Linked DNA regions of Ovis aries: region 2 is linked to region 1. Evidence: chromatin contacts called from public Hi-C data. All regions are on one chromosome and are shown on one strand. The core of a region is the stretch at or near the end of the contact, and the rest is flanking DNA. Distances in the headings are between cores, read along the strand shown. Region 1 has its middle 19 kb from the start of AK3. Region 2 overlaps RCL1 (RNA terminal phosphate cyclase like 1).

Region 1 (5,010 bases), core at 2,179-4,678:
AGACCCATTCCAGTAGCCATTCTATGCAGAGAATTAACTTTGGAAACAGCACTGCTATTAGAGGAGGGTCAGAGGTCAAGTTGTGCTCACTCCCAGGTTTCAAATAAACAATTAAATTTAGCTTTGTTGGGTCATTCTGTGGTCAGGGCCGTGAGTTGAGCTTGGTCAAAGGGAAAGAAGGGTATAAGCTGAAGTGGGTTGGGCACCTGATACTTTTCTGACTCAGTGCCTCTCTTCCCATAGACATGAAGACACTCAGCATAACTCTTTGGTAGCTACAACTTGGGAAGCCTCTAAAATGATTACTTTTGGGAATTCCCTGGCAGTCCTGTGGTTAAGCCTCCATGCTTTCACTACCAAGTGCCTGGGTTCAGTTCCTGGTCCGGGAACTAAGATCAAATACACTGTGTGGCAAAAAAATAAATTTCACCCTAAAAAAAGAGAAAAGATTACTCCTGACAAAGGCTGAGAAAGCCTGGTATATTGTCAGAGATCCAGGATGCCTAGGCAGCCTCTACTTTTGAGGAACCTAATGTAGAGATACAAGAATCCCTGAAACTGTAAAAATTTGGTCAGAGAATGTTTTCCTATATCAGCGTATTAGTTCACAACTGTTACAGTAATGATCTGCAACAACAACACTCGTATCTTAGTGACACACAACCACAAACATTTATTTTCTTGCTCATAAGTCTACGGTTTGACTTGGCCCCTTGGGATTGAGGCTGCTCCTTGGTCTTCATCACTCCAGGCCCAGTGGCTAATAAGATCATGGCTGGTGAATAGCATAAGCTCAAAAGAACAAGCCAAACCTCACGAACACATTAAAGCCTCTCTTTGTGTCACAGTGTCACTACTCCTGCACTGGCCAGAGCAAGTCATGGATGCCAAACGGGGATGTACTTTATCCTAGTGCAAAGTCCTTTAGCAAAGGACATGGAAGTAAAATTCTAAAACACGGAGGGAGTGAAACACTGAGGGCAATGATCCAATGTTACTGCAGTTAGCAATCTGGCAATGAACATTATTATGAATAATATATAAAGATAATAAAATAATAGTTATCATCTACTGGGCTTCCCTGGTGGTTCAGACAGTAAAGAATCTGCTTCAATGCAGGAGACCCAGGTTCAATCCCTGGGTCGACAAGATCCTCTGGAGAAGAGAATGGCTACCCACTCCAATATTCTTGGCCAGAGAACTCCACGGACAAAGGAGCCTGGTGGGCTATAGTCTATAGGATCACAAAGAGTCAGACACGACTGAGCAACTAACACAACACGAAGTCTTATTAAGTGTTAGGCACTTTTGTTAAGTATTTTGTTAAGTATTAACTCATTCAATCCTCACAACAAACTCTATGAGGTAGATACTAATATGGTCTATATTTTACAGATGAAACAGCCAAGGCATAGTAGGATGAAGGAAGAATTAAGGTCACATAGTAAATGTCAGAGTAGGTAGTGACATTTATACTAGAAAAGAACATTGCCCATTACCTCTCTCCCTTCTGCGTCTCTCCTACTCTTCTCTGCCCCTCCCCAACCCTGTCCCTCACTTTGTGTGCCTTGTCTTGTGAAAGACAACCTAAAACTGGTTGTCTGATTCCTGATAACCTAGACCAGAACCCTTAAGGTCATCCTTGGACCCCCCACACTTGCTCCCTGCCCCTTGCTTCCTCCCAGTCTGCTCCCTCCTCTTCATCCTCTGCCCATTGCCTCCACTCAGAGCCCTACCACTTCTTTACCAAAGGATGCTCTGCTTTTCGTCCTGCACACTTAGTTTGCTGCCAGAGAGATTTTTCTAAAATACAGATCTGGCCAAGTCAATCTCCTATTTAAAAAGTTTCTTTTTTATTTTTATTTTTTTGAAAGTTTCTGCATTCCCTGGAGCTTTTAGCATAAAGTTAGCCTAGTATTCCACACCTTTTGTTTTCTGACACTCTGTCACACTGCAAACTAGCTTCCAAGATTAAAAGACACTTACTCCTTGGAAGAAAAGTTATGACCAATCTAAAAAGCAGATTAAAAAGCAGAGATATTTCTTTGCCAACAAAGGTCCGTCTAGTCAAAGCTATGGATTTTCCGGTAGTCATGTGTGGATGTGAGAGTTGGACTATAAAGAAAGCTGAGCACCGAAGAATTGATGCTTTTGAGCTGTGGTGTTGGAGAAGACTCAAGAGTCCCTTGGCCTGCAAGGAGATCCAACCAGTCCATCCTAAAAGAAATCAGTTCGGATTATTCATTAGAAGGACTGATGCTGAAGCTGAAACTCCAACATTTTGGCCACCTGATGCAAAGAACTGACTCACTGGAAAAGACCCTGATGCTGGGAAAGACTGAAGGCAGGAGGAGAAGGGGACAACAGAGGATGAGATGGTTGGATGGCATCACTGACTCAAAGGGCATGAGTTTGAGTAGATCCCAGGAGTTGGTGATGGACAGGGAGGCCTGGTGTGCTGCAGTCCATGGGGTCACAAAGAGTCGGACACGACTGAGCTGAACTCAACTGAACACTACCTGCAGGTCACATGAAATTTCGTGACCTCTTGCCTTTTCATATAGTGCACCCTTTGCCTGGATCCTCTGTTCCACTTCTTCACCTCATCTAGAGTCTTACCTTTGGGGAAGCCTTCTCCAATCTATTCCTTATTCTGATTAGACATCTTTTCTCTGTGTCTTCAGTAGACTCTGCCATAGGATGTGGCATTTACCGGGCTATATTTCAATATTATTCCACTGTCTACTTCTCTGTCATTAATTTTCCTCAAAATATGATTTGTGGGCCCCCCTGCTTCAGAATCACCTGGGAATTTTGTTGAAAATCAAGTTCCTGGGACCTGTCTCAGTCCCATCAACTCAAAATCTTTGCGGGATGGAGCCCAGAAGTGTGCATTTTACAAAGTTCCTGAGATGATTCCGACTTATACCAAGATTCTGACCGTCCTAGACAAAACAAAACTGCGGCCATGCTTTCTCGTACTTCTAACATCTAGCATAGTGCTTGACACAAAGCAGGCACACAATGAATGTGTTCCCAATGAATGAGTTAAGTGAGCTGCAGTAGTCAAGGCAACACAAATGTAAAGCGAGTATTCAGCGACTGCAATACCAGATTCCAACAGATGGCGCTGTGTCAACATCTGTGTTTTAATCCAATGGGGAGGAGGAAGACGGGAAATTTTGTTTTACAGGAATTCAAGACTAGACTGCTGCGTAATTGAATTTATGTTTTCCTACCCAGTTTGTCTACCATTGTCCCACTTGAATGATTAAATTGATTTCTGAAGGCATGAAAACTTAGACAAGAAAAACAAGTGGAAAAAGTCTGGTCGCAGAAAGAGCTGAGCAGGTAATGAAAGAGAAGGGAAGGGTATGCTAATTACCCCTATTTCCATCTTGTTGATGGAAAGCTGCTCCCAGCCCGCACCAAGTGTTATGAAATTACCCAGAAAGTTCAAAAGAATAAGCCATTTCTCCAAGAGGGTGGAGTCATGCTGTAATTCTGTTAGTCATCCACGTTTCCTTTACAGACTGTCAAATGACTACATGACTAACCTTTTAAAATCCTTTCCCTAGTAGTACAAAGTCTGAAAGCCTGAGTATTCCTCCTGGGCTGAATACTTTATTCTTCTGAGGTGCTGGAAGCGAGCCTCACAGTCTAGAAGCCAGGGCCCCATAGACCACTCTTCCTCCCGCTTCCAGCCTGCCCTCTCGACCCCCAGGGGCATCCGTGTGCAAATAACTGATAGGGCTGGCATAGGGCACTGGGAAGACTATCAGCAGGGCCAGAACGAGAAGTTGAGCTGTTTTCCTCCCAGCACAGAGCTTTCTGCCAGAGGCCCTCTGCGGAGGAAGGGGTGGAGGAGGGGCTTCTATCCCCTGCACGTAGAGGGGAGCAGTAGACACAAAGATAGGCACAAAGGAGAAGCAAAACCCCTGCTCTCTGCACAGCCTCCCAGCCTTACTGGGAAGGCGCAATCGAGAGGCATCACACAAATTTCGACCTGGTAGAAAATAACTTGCAAGTTCTGAATGACTCAGTATAAACTAGATGGAAGTGTTTAAAAGAAATGAGAGACAATACAGTTTCCCTTTTGCTTTCTTTTTACTCCTTGAACTGTCAAGTTCAAAAGTCACTAAACGTCATTTGTGGGGGGCTAGGAAGTTGGGACTTCCTGGATGGCTTCTGGTCACAGCAGTGGGCAAGAGCATTCTCCCAGATCCCCCACATGGGTCTGGTTGTCCTCAGGATGAGGGGTAGATGAGGACAGTTGCGGGGAGGTTGAGAGTACCAAGCAGGAGAGTGCCTGGTGGCAGATGTCCCTGTCTTTGTCCAGTGTCCCCTCCCCCAACCCAGGAGCAGGGGCATATCTGGGCCCAAGGGAGCTGTCCCCTGGAAGCAGGAGGGCCAAGTCTGCTGCAGCTGCAGGTAGCACCCAGTGTCTCTGACCAAATTGAGCATTGGGCCTCAGAGAACAAATGTGCTTTTAGAGAATCTGAGCAGCTTGAGGGGTAAAAGCAGAAGCACTACCAGTAATCTTTCTAGGAAGTCGAGGGCCTTGCCCAGGTGGCTGAGGTGAGAGTAACCAGCTGGGGGTGGGTTCTAGGGGCCACATAACGCCACACGTGTTACAGCAAGGGAGGCAGATCTGGCTCATGTGGTCTGGGAAGGGCAGCCTGGAGGAGAGCAGCAGGCCAGCCAGCCAGAGGCCCTATCCCTTTGGGGAACGCCCTGGCCAACAGGAGTGAACTGAGCAGCGGGCCAGGACTCAGCCTTGGGGTGGCCGTGGACCAGTGTGGGGCTGACACTGTCTCTCTCTGCTGGTAGCAGGGAGAACACATCGTCTAGACCAGACACAGGGAGATAAACTTCCTCCTGACCCATAGGGGATTGTGGAGGGCAGTGCTTCCTCCTCAAAGTGATCCTGCCTGTGGCAGGATGGGCAAGAGTAGGATGGCCCTGCTGGATGCGGGAGTCTTTGGGGGGAATCCCCCTCCCTTAAGTCAG
Region 2 (5,668 bases), core at 474-2,973, 190 kb after region 1:
GGCAGAATCAACATTCAAACCTGGGCCCAACTGACCTCAAAGCTTCTAGTTTATAATTTACCAAGATTTGTTATCTGTAAAACAAGTGATAGTGTTAAATTGGGATGAACTACATTCAGAATAAGAAATTGGCTTAAGAATGGATTCAGAACCAAATTTCCAATATTTTCTTCAAAGAATAGAAGTTCTCCCAGCCCTGAGATCAGCTGTACCTTCTTGGGTCCAGCCCTTAATGTCTCTGGAATTAACTTTATTAATCTATAAAATAAGATACTGGGCTACTTTAATATTTTATTACTCTTTTTAGGGACATTTATACTGAACTGAATATATGTTGAAACTGGCAAACATACTTCAGAGATCATAATGGTCATGAAGAATTTAAGATTTTTAAAACCCAGTGTATGTTTAAAAGACATTATTACAAGGTTCTTAGATACAGGAATCAAAAATGCATGCTATGTGACCCAGAGTGTTTCCTAAGAAGTTTATATGCATTATCTCATTTAACCCTCATGAAATAACTGAGTTAAATTACATTATTATGATCCCCATTTTTTAGTGATGGCAACTGACACCTGAAGATATTAAATAGCATACTGAAGGTCATACAGCTGGTAGGTTCCAGGACCAGTTCTCACTCCTAGCCTGCTGGATTCCAGAGCCCAAGTTCTTAATCTGTATTTTAGACTCTATTCCAAAGAATAATTTAGGTTAAAGTTTAATATCTTTTGCCTCCAAAGATAATTGTATTCAAATAGAGAGAGACTCTTAAAGATGCTTCTTTCACACAGTAATATGCATCTAAGTTTCCTTTGCATGTGCATTGTTTAAATTTTTTCTTGAAAAGTAAAAAAGGACATTCCCTTAGGTGGCTGTTGTCTCTGTAAGATGAGTACCCTCTGATTTTGCCCAAAGATAGAGAGGTGTCAGGCTAGAACTATTTGAGCCATTTGAGTTCTAGCCAGGCTAGAACTATTGAGAGGAGGCCAAGCCTCCTCTGAAAGGCGTTTACAAAGCTGTTGTCAGAAAAAAGCAAGCCAGAGGGAACATCAGGCCTGCTGGTAAATGAGATGGGGTGTGTAATCAAAGCTGGCTTTAGAAGACCTATTTTTAAAAGAGTTCATGGCTCACAAGAAGATTGAGTGAATGAGTAAAGCTAGTGTGACAGGAGTCTGGACAGAGGACCTTATGGAACTTTTAGACCCTCCAGAAAACCAGATGGTATTCCCTGAGTGGAATTTTTTATAGCACTTTTAAATTGTGATACATGGTGGCAGCTTCACCATAATATCTGGGGCTCTCTCACAAGGTCGCAGGTAGGGAGAAATTGTCCATGCTTTCCTCACTTGCTCCTTTTCAGGGGCAGCTGGGTTAGTCTAGGCAGAAAGAGGAAGGCATTTAGGTGTTTTCCATACCCTCTTCAGTCCTTTCCAGGAAACTGAAAGTGACTTCAGCTCTCTACGAAGCTGGAAACCTTTTTAATTTCTGGAATGAATTTCCAGTTCAGTGGCCTGCAACTGACTGCTTGGCCTGCCAACTCCCTGGCTCTCTTGTATTATCTTTTCTCTCCTCAGATTCTTCTTCAGCCCTCAGCCCTGTCTCCCTCCATATCCTTCTCTTGTCCCACAAACAGGGCTTGTGGGGCCAGGCTGTCTGCTTGTGCCTTTATCTTACCACTCATCCACAGAACCTCAGAAGAAATGAGAAGTATCAGTCAATCTTTAGAGGTGCCCTCTACTGGTTGTTGGCAATGCAACGTCAAAATTAACGTCTGGAAACAGAGTTTCTTCGTTTAATAAAAATTCAAGTTGAAGACACTAGTAGATGGGATAAAACACAGAGGAGAATGTTGCTGTGAATTATAAAAGCTTTTAGATGCTACTGAATTGTGTTTGATTTACTGGGGTGTGCAGTAGAGCAGTGGTTAACTGTGGGTGATTTTGCCCCCAGGGAACATTTTGCAGTGCCTGGAAACATTTTTGGTTGTCACAGCATAAGGTGGGAGTGTGCTACTTGCATGGGGTGGGTAGAAGCAAGGGTTGCACAAGAGAGCCCTCACCCACCCCGCCCCTACAGAGAATTATCTGACTCCAGTAGAGTGGGCCTAACTCAGATATGCCTGAGAATGCTCAAATTAGACTATTAGCATTTGGGGATTTGAAAAAATTTAAAGATTGCTTGAGCAGTTCCCAACCTTGGTTGCCCATAGGATCACTTAAGAAGCTTTAAAATACTGACATTTGGGTCCCATTCCTGGATATACTGATACAGTTTAATTTCTGGTTTGGGTGTGGTGTGGGCATCAGGATTTTTAATCTTTCCAGGTGGTTTTAATATTCAGCCAAAGTTGAGAACTGTTGATGTCATCCAAACCACCATTGTTTTGGATAAAACATCAGATCTTGGGAGATCAGATTTCAGTGTAACAAAGTGGCAGAGCTGGAACAATATCTTGAGGAAAAGATAATATGGCACTGGGGCTTCCCTGGTGGCTCAGATGGTAAGGAGTCCATCTGCAATGAGGGAGACCCGGGTTTGATCCTTGGGTCCAGAAGATTCCCTGGAGAAGGAAATGGCAACCCACTCCAGTATTCTTGCCTGGAGAATCCCATGGACAGAGGGGCTTGGCAGGCTACAGTCTGTAGCATTGCAACTGAGCTACTAAGCCCAGCTTGACTACACACCACACGGCAAAGCAAACGCTGTGATAATATCTTATCACTTTTTTGGGGGAAAACTCTAAATTTTTTTTTATGATCTATTCGTTCTTTAATAGTATCAATAATTTTTTCTAAAATGGCACTTTAAAAAAAATTCAGGCTCAGCAAAATGCAAATTGAAACCACGAGATGACACTGTGCACTTATTTTATAGTATAGCTAAAAATTAAACACATACACACAAATAACTAACAGTACTAAAGATGGTAAGAACACAGGACAAACAGAACTCTCATAAAAATGGGAATAAAAATGGTACAGCCACTTGGAAAGAGTTGCAGAGAGTTGGAAACAACTGAGCGACTTAATAACACCACCACCACCACCACTTTAGAAAACAGTTTGTCAGTTCCTTATAAGATGAAACAGTTCTACCATGTGAACTAGCATTCCCACTCTTAGGTATTTATTCAAGAGAAAGAAAACTTACATTCACACAATAACCTGTACATTAGCATTTGCAGCGTTTTAATTCATGATCACAGAAGTAGGAGCAACCCAAATGTTCTTGAACTGGTAAATGGATTAACAAACTGTGGAATGTCCATACAATGAAAATCAGCACTAAACGTGAACAAACTACTAATACAACAGTGTGCTTGAATCTCAAATAGATTATGGCAAGTGAAAGAAGTCAGATTCAAAAGACACATTCTGAATTATACTATTGCTAATAAATTATGGAAAAGCCAAAATTATAGGAAGAGAAAATGGGTTAATGGTTTGAGGGCCAGAGAGTAGGAAGAGGGGTTGAATGCAGGGGAGGCTCAAGAGGGAAGTTTGTGGGATGATGAAACTCTTCCATGTCTTGATTTTGATGGCAGTTACAAGAACGGTATAACAGAAAGGGTCAATTTTACTGTATGTAAATTTTTAAAGTGACTAAAACAATGCATAAAAGGTTGAGAAACAGAAATATAAGAAGAAACAAAAACAATAATTCACTCTTATCCCAAAATGGGGTGGCATTTGGCTAACTTATTTTCAGATCTCTCTCTCTTTGCATATGGGTGAGAAACAAAAGGATAGACAGCAATAAATGCATGTTATTCTGTGGAGTTTAACTATACATATATTTGTGTTATAAATAGTATTACTGTTTAATTTTACTTGAATTGTGCATAAAATCACACTATAAATTCTGCTTTAATTGAAAAAAAAAAAAACGAAAGCAATAGAAACGAAAGCAGAAGTCGCTCAGCCGTGTCTGACTTTTTGTGACCCCATGGACTGTAGCCCACCAGGCTCCTCTGTCTTTGGAATTCTCCAGGCAAGAATCCTGGAGTAGGTAGCTGTTCCCTTCTCCGGGGGATCTTACCAACCCAGGGATCAAACCCAGGTCTCCCACATTGCTGGAGGATTATCTGAGCCACCAAGGAAATCCAATAGAAACTAAGGAGTTGGTAAAATTTAGATAATGATTTTTTTCACTATAAGGAATATTTTCTAGAGTCCCTCTAGGGTTAAGAAAAAGAAATTATGAAGAAATTATTGAATTGATAGCTTCTAAAATAAAACATGCTTAAGTTTAGACAGTACAGATGTATTTGTTAGGGGAAGGAGGTAATATGAATGCTTACATTTGCTCCCACCTCCCTTTGCATTTACCTTCTGATTTTTGTTGCTCATGTGTTTAAAAAATTTACTTATTTTTAATTGGCAGATGATTGCTTTACAGTATTGTGTTGGTTTCTGCCATACATCAACATGAGTCAGCCATAGGTATACGTATGTCCCCTTCCTCTTGAACTTCCCTCCCGCTTCCCACCCTATCCCACCCCTCTAGGTTGTCACAGTTGCTCCTGTATTTTAACTTTGTTAAGAATTAAAACATTTGCATTCTGGCTTACAATTATAATTCCCCCTGTTGTTTAGTCTTCTCTGTTTGTTTTTTGTTTTCCTAAGAATTTAAAAAGTTAATTAAGTTAAAAATTCTGTTGCAGTATCATTAACTTACAATATTAGTTTCAGGTGTATGATTTCAGTTCAGGTGTACAGCGACTTGATTTTTTTGATATGTTACAAAATGATCACCACTGTTCAGTCTTTACATATAAGAGACTTCTATGATCGCCATTTATGCTTTTACTATGACTTTTTAAAAATTAATTAATTTATTTGGGTGGGTCTTATTACAGCCCGTGGGATGCTCACTGCATCATATGTGATCTTTCATTGCAACACACAGGCTCTCTAGTCACCCTGTGGCATGTGGTATCTTAGTTCCCCCACCAGGGATTGAACCCATGCCCCCTGCATTGGAAGGCAAGTTCTTAAGCACTGGACCACCAGGGTAGTCCCTAGCATGACTTTCCATTCCTAAATTTAGTTTGATTCAACTTTTGTTTGCTGGACTACATAGTTAAATAGTTTTTTCAAGAAGAATTTTATGGATTTGATGTGATCTGAGTTCTCTAAAATTTTGAGAAATAATATCTGCCTGTTTAAACACCTTTGCAGCCTGTGATATTTCTGGGTTATCCTGTCTTTAGAATTTTATCAGTTTTGTTCTCTTCATATTGCTGAAGAATTTTTTGAGACTAACTCAATTGTGTTCCCCAAAGTTGACAGTCATTTTTATCTTGATCCATCATCTTTAGTCTTAATTTTCTTAATTTCTTCGTATTTTTCTTTGGCATTAACTCTGATGATCTTTTCCTTCATGTCATCAATTCAAATTGTCAGTGTTTCCACCTTCACTAGGAATAGATTATCTTTCTCATTCTACCCCTTTTAGGAGCAACATGTTGCTGTCTATTCACTTCTCTGAAAACTAGGAGTGTGGATATGGGTATGAGGAAGGCATGGGCTAGTCTGGACTGAGTACTGTCTTTATTTGGGTTCTTATATGTGCTCTGAGATTTTGTAGAACCTCAGAAGAGTAAGACCAAATAGCTCACTTCATTTAACCTCATTTCACTTTATATAGCCTGTGGTATATCCTA

What was found. A called contact is a pair of places that touch in the nucleus more often than the background predicts.
Region 2: a contact with region 1 is called in a Hi-C map of liver, with 4 times the contacts expected there. The contact joins two enhancer-like sites. A contact is called at or near these places in 2 of 16 Hi-C or Micro-C datasets (liver and tail adipose tissue).

What each region holds. Positions count from the first base shown.
Region 1 is chr2:73,069,148-73,074,157 of ARS-UI_Ramb_v3.0, forward strand. No RefSeq gene overlaps it. Among named protein-coding and RNA genes, the nearest start is that of AK3, 19 kb to the left of the region's middle. Within about 2 kb of position 3,429, at least 22 of the 54 cell types and tissues checked have an H3K27ac peak or open chromatin away from gene starts, as enhancers often do. A contact at or near this core is called in liver, where this site is marked.
Region 2 is chr2:73,258,633-73,264,300 of ARS-UI_Ramb_v3.0, forward strand. The region is part of intron 8 of RCL1 (RNA terminal phosphate cyclase like 1); the gene reads left to right. Among named protein-coding and RNA genes, the nearest start is that of JAK2, 68 kb to the right of the region's middle. Within about 2 kb of position 1,724, at least 5 of the 54 cell types and tissues checked have an H3K27ac peak or open chromatin away from gene starts, as enhancers often do. A contact at or near this core is called in liver, where this site is marked.